Linked DNA regions of Hordeum vulgare: region 1 is linked to region 2. A link is a contact called in public Hi-C data. All regions are on one chromosome and are shown on one strand. The core of a region is the stretch at or near the end of the contact, and the rest is flanking DNA. Distances in the headings are between cores, read along the strand shown.

The links. Hi-C and Micro-C count contacts between places; a contact is called where the count stands out from the background.
Region 1: a Hi-C map of leaf shows a contact between it and region 2, with 8 times the contacts expected there. The contact joins the promoter of LOC123404361 here to the promoter of LOC123403535 in region 2. A contact is called at or near these places in 3 of 6 Hi-C or Micro-C datasets (leaf and seedling) and 1 of 1 datasets of contacts at active chromatin or transcription factors (embryo).

The regions. Positions count from the first base shown.
Region 1 is chr6H:373,785,782-373,790,211 of MorexV3_pseudomolecules_assembly, forward strand. It overlaps LOC123404361 (casein kinase 1), which reads left to right and starts at 2,166. Exons shown (of 14, transcript XM_045098277.1): 1 at 2,166-2,609; 2 at 2,723-2,763; 3 at 3,945-4,014; 4 at 4,122-4,270; 5 at 4,422-4,430. The coding sequence starts at 2,534.
Region 2 is chr6H:373,559,649-373,564,126 of MorexV3_pseudomolecules_assembly, forward strand. LOC123403535 (long-chain-alcohol oxidase FAO2-like) reads right to left here and starts at 2,390. Exons shown (of 3, transcript XM_045097466.1): 1 at 2,049-2,390; 2 at 1,676-1,948; 3 at 1-814. The coding sequence starts at 2,291.

The DNA.
Region 1 (4,430 bases), core at 916-3,415, 230 kb after region 2:
GAGGCCATTTACTTTTAACCATTGCTGGATCTTATTGGATGGCAAGCCAAAGTGGCAACAAGTTGTGGTCGACCTCAAGGTCAGACAAAAGAGGAATGATGGCTCAATCTCCTACCAATCCATTGGGTTGAATGATGATGACGACGGTGTTGTCGTCAGCAATGGAAAAGCTACCATGCCAAAGGATAACCGACTATTCATGGGAACTAAGTGGGAGAAGGCAAGGATCGCTCGTGACGCCAAGGCTACAAAAATGTCATCCACATGGACGGGCATTTTTTCGGCAAGGGAGAGCAAGAAAGAGGAGATGTACAAGCTTATGTTGGACGTGCAAAGGAAGAGGATGGAGTGGGATCGGACGAGGGCAGAGAGGCGGCTTGAAATTGATAGGGAGAAGATTGAATTGGAGAAGAAAGATGCGACGATCAAATGGGAACTCGAGAAGGCCAAGACATTTGAAGAGATTGAACTCGAGAAGGAGTGGTTGCAACTCTCATGCGACGCAGAGGATGCAAAAATCATGCTCGCGGATGAATCCACTTTGGACGAACATGCCAAAAAATGGCTTGTGGACAAGAAGAAGGAGATCAACCATTGTAGAGCGTTGGAGGCGGCCAGGGCGGCTACGGCGGCGGCAGCAGAGCAGGTGGTCAGGATGCACGCGTTGAAGGCAACCCGGATGCAGGCGGAGGAGGCAACCCGGATGCAGGCGGATATGGTTGCCCACGCGAAGCAGGACGCATGAATGAACTCGTTCGGCCAGTGATCCGACACCACTTGTCGGTCGGACATGATTTCATTTTGGCATGTCCGTTTGGTTGAACTATGCTATCGTTTGCTTTTGTTTAAAACTGTTGAATTCAGACAATTTTGTATCGAATGATCGACGTGCATGACTTTGTATGGATTTGAGAGTCCGAATATGAGGTATGTGGATGCACAGAACAAAATACGAGAGGCCGTCCGGATGCGTTCGCAGACGTTTGAGGGGCCGGATTTGAGGGGTCCTGCTGTAGATACTCTTAAAGCACTAAAATCGAAAACCTCAAACAGGCGGATGGTTAGGTTAGTGACGAGTTAGAAAACACGACCTATACGAATGCCTCAAACAGACTCAAACGCCCGGGCTTACCAACACCCCTCATGTTCAACCAAAATATAAGACAGGTACGAGAAGGCCTGCCACGTCACACTGACGTCCGGGTCCCATGTGAAATTGTGCGGAAACCCAACAGTACGACGGGCATGATCGAGCACATACTGTCCTAGCCCGACTATTTAAGCCGAGCGCTGGCACCGAAACCCCGTCCATCTGCATTTCACCCCTCCCGTCCGTCGTCGTCGTCACTTTCCACTCGCCGCTCGCCGCCCGTTGCTTTTTGCTAGTAGCTATGCCCTCACACTGCCTTACAATGTATCTAACGTCGGAGCACCGTCTGCAACTCCTTGAGCAGATCCTGGCAAGACACGATGCCCGGACCATCATGGGGCTACCTCCGGATCCACCGCATCCGGAGAAGGATTTGGAGGCGGCGACGAAGGAGGAGGACGATGAGGAAAAGGACGTGGGACGTCGGGCTGCGAATCTATGTGTGGAGCATCACGTGATCCTCGATTTCGTCTGGTCAGAATCGACGACGGAGGCTAAGCATCGTCGTATGCAGGAGGACACTCATGACATTAACGAGATGTTCACGCATACGGATGATGAGGAGGAGTTGGAGCCCCCCCACGAGCCTAACTATGAGTCATCCGGTATGGACATGGTGGACATCTTTGATAATGATGAAGCGTAATTAAAGTAGTACGTAGGGTCTTTCTTTGTATAATAAGATATTTGGATGTAAAACAATAAATATGAGACGTGATCGATCCGTCCGCACACGTTAGGGGCGCATCCGCGAGAGGGGCCAGATTTGTTGTCGTCGGTGTAGATGCTGTTAGACTAAAACAAAAGCTCCATTTCTAGGAGAAACAAACTTACTTGGCAGGCAGCAAGAGTACAAGCAGGAGAGAATAAATCGAGAAAGAAACACAGGCAACGAAAACCGGAGATAAAGCAAAGGTAATGGGATGAAACAAAGAACGGGAAACTGGAAACCATAAAATAAATAAATAAATAAAGGAAAGAAAAAGGAAAAGCGTAGCCCTAGTGCCGCCCTATCCCTCGTTCTCTCCTTCCATCCGTTGTACGGTCCCCGTCCGTTTCCCACATTTTCCGCTTCCCCCATCCGTCCCTCCATTAACTCGTCTCCCGATTCCAACCCCCACGAAAATCCCAAAAATACTCACAGAAGCAATCCCTAGTCCCCGAATCCCACCTCGAGGAGTATCCCGATTCGCTTCCGATCAGCGCCAACTCGATCTGCGGCTCCATCTCAGGCGGTCCCGGGCGCGCGGTCTTGGCTCGGGAGATCCGGGATCCCGTCCTCGGGTGCTCTGGGCTCAAATCTTGAGGCCTCTGGGCAATGTGATTAGGTCAAGGGGCGATTTTAGGCGCAGCCGTTGCTGAATCTCTTGCGGGGTTGCAAAGATGGAGCATGTGATCGGGGGGAAGTTTAAGCTGGGTAGGAAGATCGGGAGCGGATCTTTCGGGGAGCTGTATCTTGGTACGGCCCTCATGGTGTTCTTAGATCTTTCATGTGCCTCTTTCCGTTTGTGTTGCCAAAGCTTTATATCTGCTTAGCTTATTTTTTTACAAGGGTGATTAATTTGGCTGCAGGCGTGAACATACAGAGCGGCGAGGAGGTGGCTATCAAGTTGGTATGTCATGAAAAAAATTCGATTATATTATGAACCTTGTCATTTGTTAATATACGTATGCATGTTTTCATCCGGTGTTAACTAAATATATGTATGTAATCTGCGAATACAGTTTGGTCCATCACTAATCAGAGATGTTTGGGACATCTTATCTAGTATCATGCTCTTTTCATATGAGTAGCAACTCGCGGCGAGGAGCTTGGGGTTTCTGAACACTATAGGTTCGGTACATGCAAACTGATCTATTAGAGACGCACAGAACTGGGGATCTAGAAAAAGGGCGAAAGTGTTTGCTGCTCCCGGTTGGAAGTTCAATTTTTATTATCTGCCCATTTAAGTATGTTTGTACACCTTTGCGTGGGTTACAGGAGGGTAGACACATACATACACCATACAACATTCTTGGCATGTTATGTACTCTTTCAACATTCTACAAGTCAGGAATAACAACAAACTATACTGTTACATCCAGTAATAATTAACAGAGAAACACTATCCTTTTCAAGTAAATCCCATGTCTGGGCTATCAATGGTAGTAGCAAAGAAACACTGTTACATCTTTGGCATTTTCAATTACCCCATCCATGTTTTGGGCTATGGATGGTAGTCGAAGTCCATCTATCTGATTCAATCTTTCAAGGAAGTGTGAATTTCGTAAAACCCCATGTTCAGCGAAACTTATAAGTTATAGCACTTCACTACACATGTTGGAAATTTTCCCAACAAAAACTCATCTCCGAAGAAAACCATGCTCTGCACATACAATTCTATACTTTCTGCTGTATCAGTTATTTCAGTACAATGTGCAGTTTTGTTTGGTAGAATTTTCCATGGAAGTAACATTCTTCATAAACACTGTTAGTTGTTTTCTTAGAAAATGAGCCAATGGTCCCTTGCTGTCTGCTAAGCGCTGGTGTTTTATTATAGAGCCTGATGAAAGTAGTGGTTTTTTAATTGCTTAATTTCTACCTCCGCATGTCTTGGATTGTGGACGTAGATGAAGAAAGAACTATGCTCTGAGGAAGTGTAGGTAACAGTGAAATAATAACGTTTTTCATAACTTGAACATATAACTTTGCATCGACATGAATTTTGAGTGTTATGGCTTGTTACTGCCCCTGCAATTGCTAGCATCTGGACATCCTAACTGACTGTCCCTATCATCTCATTATATTTGTTAGGAATCTGTCAAATCAAGGCATCCCCAGCTTCATTATGAGTCAAAACTATATATGCTTCTGCAAGGGGGGAGTAAGTAGCAATACAATAACTTCTTTTTAAACGAGAATCAATACAAGAACTTGCTTTCCATTCTTTTTTTTAATGATTTTGATTTAATGTTCAATTTCAAACTTCAGTGGGTATTCCTCATCTGAAGTGGTTTGGAGTGGACGGGGAGTACAATGTCATGGTCATTGATCTTCTTGGTCCAAGTCTGGAGGACTTGTTCAACTATTGCAACAGAAAATTTACCCTTAAAACAGTACTTTTGCTTGCTGATCAGATGGTGAGTGCTTACTGTATAATTTCATTTTGTCTGTTAAGATTGAACACCTGTCTGACAGAATGCAAATGAATTTTTTATCTGCAAACTTAAATCTCTTAGTCCTTATTTGACTGATCCCGACAAGTTGATGTATTCCATTATTTTTATACAGATCGCCAGG
Region 2 (4,478 bases), core at 1,140-3,639:
GCTTCTCCGCCTTGCTACCCGTCAGGATCACCGCGCCGCGGGACACCGCGTCGACCAGCCACGTCGTGTCTGTGCCGCGCTTGTCCCCGGTGCGGCAGCCGTACCCGCAGCTGCCGCAGAAGTGGCCCTCCGACGAGTTCCTCGACACCGGCTCTACGTTGTACCCCAGCTTCTCGCACCCCTTGCGAAGGACCTTGTTCTGGAGCCCCTCCTCCTTGCAACCCGACGTGACGCCAAGCCGCTTGAACACCACGTCCATCGCGGCGGTGTACTCTGACTTGTCGAACAGCGGCAGGCCGTGCGCGGCCGCCCACTCCTTGCGCACGCTGTCGGGCGTCTTGATGCAGGCCGACCAGTTGACGGCCGAGCCGCCGCCGACCGTGGAGCCGGCCAGGAGGAGCCCGCTGCCGCTGAGCGTGCTCATGAACCCGCCGTACTCATAGAGCTGGCTCATCGACGGGCCCTCGATGGACGTGTAGTCCCTGGCCGTGAAGTAGTTCCCCTTCTCGATGACCACCACCTTGTGTCCGGCCCCTGCGAGCACCGCGGCGGCCACGCCCCCGCCGCAGCCGGAGCCGACGATGACGACATCGCACTCGATCCTGCACACGTTCCGTGCCGCGTCCTCGGTCACCGCGAGGCCCTTCTCGGCGAGGCTGGTCGGGAGGGAGGCGTCGGTCTGGTGGATGGTCTCGACCACGCCGTCCTCGAGTGGCCGCTTGATGCTTGCCTGCTCTTCTTGCTCCGCAGCCTCGTCGGTTGGCGGGCTGTAGCCGATTGCTTGCCAGTGAGGATTCTCCGAGTTGTCGTCGGTCTGCGGGAAATGAAACACCATGAATCAGAGCTGTTTGCTGTCATTTTCAACTCAACAAACCCACTGCATTGTCAGAGCTGGTTGCTGTCATTTTCAACTCAAAAATCTGTTTCTAGTAGCATGCTTCCTAAATTCGGGCCCAATTGGCCTCGTCGGAGAAGGTGAAGAATTAGCGGTATGTTCCGAAGTCGCAACCAAGACATTTTGGGGGGAAAATAGGAAAGCGCAACAAGAAATTAAGTGTGCCGGTGCCATCAAGTCTACGGAACTTGTCCCTTTTTTGATGGAAAATCCTCACTCTTTTTTGTTGTGCTTCGAGTCTCCAACCACTAATAAAGTCCAAAAATGGGGGACACGTCTCACCCTCTTGAATTATTATATACGGTAAATAACCAACGGCCACCGGTGCACATCACGATCGGCATGGATCCATCGATGCATCACCATCAGGGGCGCTGCGGCGGTGATTCATCGCGCTCTAGGCCTACAATTCACACGTTCGGCCCAAGGAGTAAAACGATTACTGACGAACCACCCGATGTTCACAAAGGGCACGTGGCCTTTCGTCAGACTATCATGAAAGCCGTGGTACACTGACTGCTAAGTACTCGTACACAGCGTGCATGCATGCGTCCATTATTGCTCTGTGCCGCGCGCGCGCAGAGGCGCCATGGCCAACAGCGAGATCGTATTATGCTACACCACCACCACAAGTATACTCGTACATACGCTGCCGTATGCCGATTTGCACCCGAGAAGCTAGCTAATGTTGCCACTTGCAGACTGCACATGGACTTGTACCGGGTGTGACAAATGGTTAAGACATAAGAAGTCAAGTCAGTAGGCGTGCTGCGTGCTTACCCAGGAGTAGAAGACGTAGAGGCAGTAGACCTTGACGAGGAGGAAGAAGAGGCGCAGAGGCGGGATCATGGTCTCCCGGCTCCACCGGCGCAGCGCGTCCTCCCGCCGATCCACCGGCATCTCCGCGAACCTATGCACGAACGGGGAGCTCCACGACAGGCACCGCGCGCCGCACAGCGCGAGCGTCCCCAGCCGCGTGCCCAGCAGCCACAGCACCGTCCGCACCAGCGCCAGCGCCTCCCGGAGACACATTGCCGACATCAGCTGCGCGACCTGATCGAGCGCGCATGTACGCACAGAGTTAGCCACCGGTCGGTAATAAAACGCAGGTCGTCAAGACACGTCGCCGTATCGTAGGCTCGTAGCTACTAACCTCGTCCGGGACGGGCGGGTCGGCGGCAGATGCGAGCAAGAACTCCCGGACAGCCTTGCCGTTGTCGGCCATCGCTAGGTGGTGGCCGTCGGGCGGCAGCGACGGGACCAGCGCGCCGCACACGGCGGTGAGCGCCATCATCTGGGTGGCGGAGAAGCCATGCGTGTAGGGCTCCGACCTCGGGCCTCCTCCCCGCAGGAGGGGGTGGCCCCGCCTTCTTCTCTGCTTCTTGTCCTCTTCCATGGCGCCTTTCTGACGTCGTCACAGGCTCACAGGGCTATAGTGGAGCGTGGGTGGGTAGCGGCGAGCTGCGAGGTAATGGACAAGCGGAGTGTGGAGGTACCGAGGCTTTAAACATTGGATGGATGGGTGGGATGGGATATGGACGATGGATGGGCGGGCGGCCGCTGCTTTCCGGGGGCCCGCGCAACGCGGAGGGATTGCGAAGTTTCAGAACCATCAGGTAGGTGTTTTTACTGTCTGATCATCTCAACTCTTAACTGAACCGGAGGTGCAGAGTAACTGCCTGAACTGAAGTGAATCTAGAACGGCTTGGGGCGGCTGCCGAATGGGTTGCGTGCCGCGGCACGGCAGCCTGCTGTGTCCTCGCGCGCGGGGCATCGCAGGCATGGCGCGCTGCGCACGCGCACGGCCGGAGCAACGGCTCAACCGTACGCTTGTAACATTTGCTTGGAGATTCTGGAGGAGACGGGTGGATGCTCGGCGTACCGCGTTGCAACAGCAAAAACGGAGAGCCCCGATCCAATTGACTTCTTACCGGGTTTAGAGAGTTCTCCTGTCTTTAAAATAACCGTGGTTTATGTGAAGTTGAGGCAAAACAACCTCTCCAACAGTTTTCGTAAAAACTTGCTTTATTTTCAAGGATCCCGTAAAAATATTCTTTTTTTTCTGCTGATTTATGGAAGGGGAGTGATCTGCGCCGGCGCGCCGGCCCTGATTTTCGGCCGGCCGCGCGGACCGCAGGATCCACCAACCCCGCGTCGTCCGCACCGTTGGATCCGCATGCAACATTTTCCTCCCTATGCAACAAAATTTCGATGCGATGCAACAATTTTTCAACGGTTGCAACAAAAAATAAAATTTGTAGCAAAAAAAATATCTACGTGATCGTAGCAAAAAAACGAATCTGATGGTACGTGGTAGCAAAAGTCAAACGCCGGTTGTAACAAAAATTTACGTGACGTGTATGCAACTTTTTAGTGAACGGTTGCAGCAAAACATGATGCCGGTGTGACGCCCTCGGTTTAATCGTACGCTAATCATACACGCAAATGCGTACGATCAAACCCAAGGACTCACGAGAAGATATCACAACACAACTCTAGACACAAATCAAATAACATCAACTTCATATTACAAGTCAGGGGCTTCGAGGGCTAGAATACGGAAGCTCGATAAACACACGAGTCAGCGGAATCAACAATATCTGAGTACAGACATAAAACATGAGGTGCCTTAGAGAAGGCTAGCACAAAAGATACAACGATCGAACGAGGCGAGGCCTCCTGCCTAGGAACCTCCTAACTACTCCTGATCATCAGCGACCTCCACATAATAGTAGGCACCGTCGGGGTAGCAGTCGTCGACGGCGGGGACCTCCATCTCCTGGGCTTCATCATCTGGTCGCAGCAAACGGATCAAGGGGACAAGGGGGAGCAAAGCAGCGGTGAGTACTCATCCAAAGTACTCGCAAGTCTTACATCAGAACTATTCTAAGTATGTATCAGTATCAAAGGGGGGTGTTATATGTGGACTGACTGCAGCAATGCGACAATAGAGAGAGAAGGCCTAGTCCTATCGAAGACTGGCATCTTCAGGGTCTTGCAGCAATAGACGAGAGTAGAACAGGGGTAAAACATTAATAGTCATATTGTTGCAGCAATATTAAAGTGAGGTCACACCCAAAGATCCTCCCTCGACTCCCTGCAAGGAAGCAATCCCAAGGCAAACTAATTCTAGTTAAGTAAAAATTGTAGTTGTATAAGATTAGGGCACAACTCCAAGTCGTCCTGTAACCGTGGACACGGCTATTCGAGTAGTTAATTTTCATCCGTGCAGGGGTGCACCACATGTCCCGTCACGCTCAATAACACTTTGGCCGGACATACTTTTCTGGGTCCTGCCCGGCGTCGGAATATCGACACGTCGTAGCCCCACCTAAGACTAATCACAGAGGTCACCCCGCCGGTCTAAACCCGAAGCGCAAAGGGTTCATGGGCCCAGTTCCCCTCTGCGCTCCTGCACGATGCGAGGGCGGCCGACGTCAGTCCTAGGATCCCTTAATCACAAGCGCAATGCATCTCGGGGCCACTCGGGCGCGCGCCACTACGATTGCTGACATCTGAAAAGCTTCAGCTGGTACCGCGACGCCGAGTACCCATAATTCTTCCCGCGTAGCCGGTTAGTGCG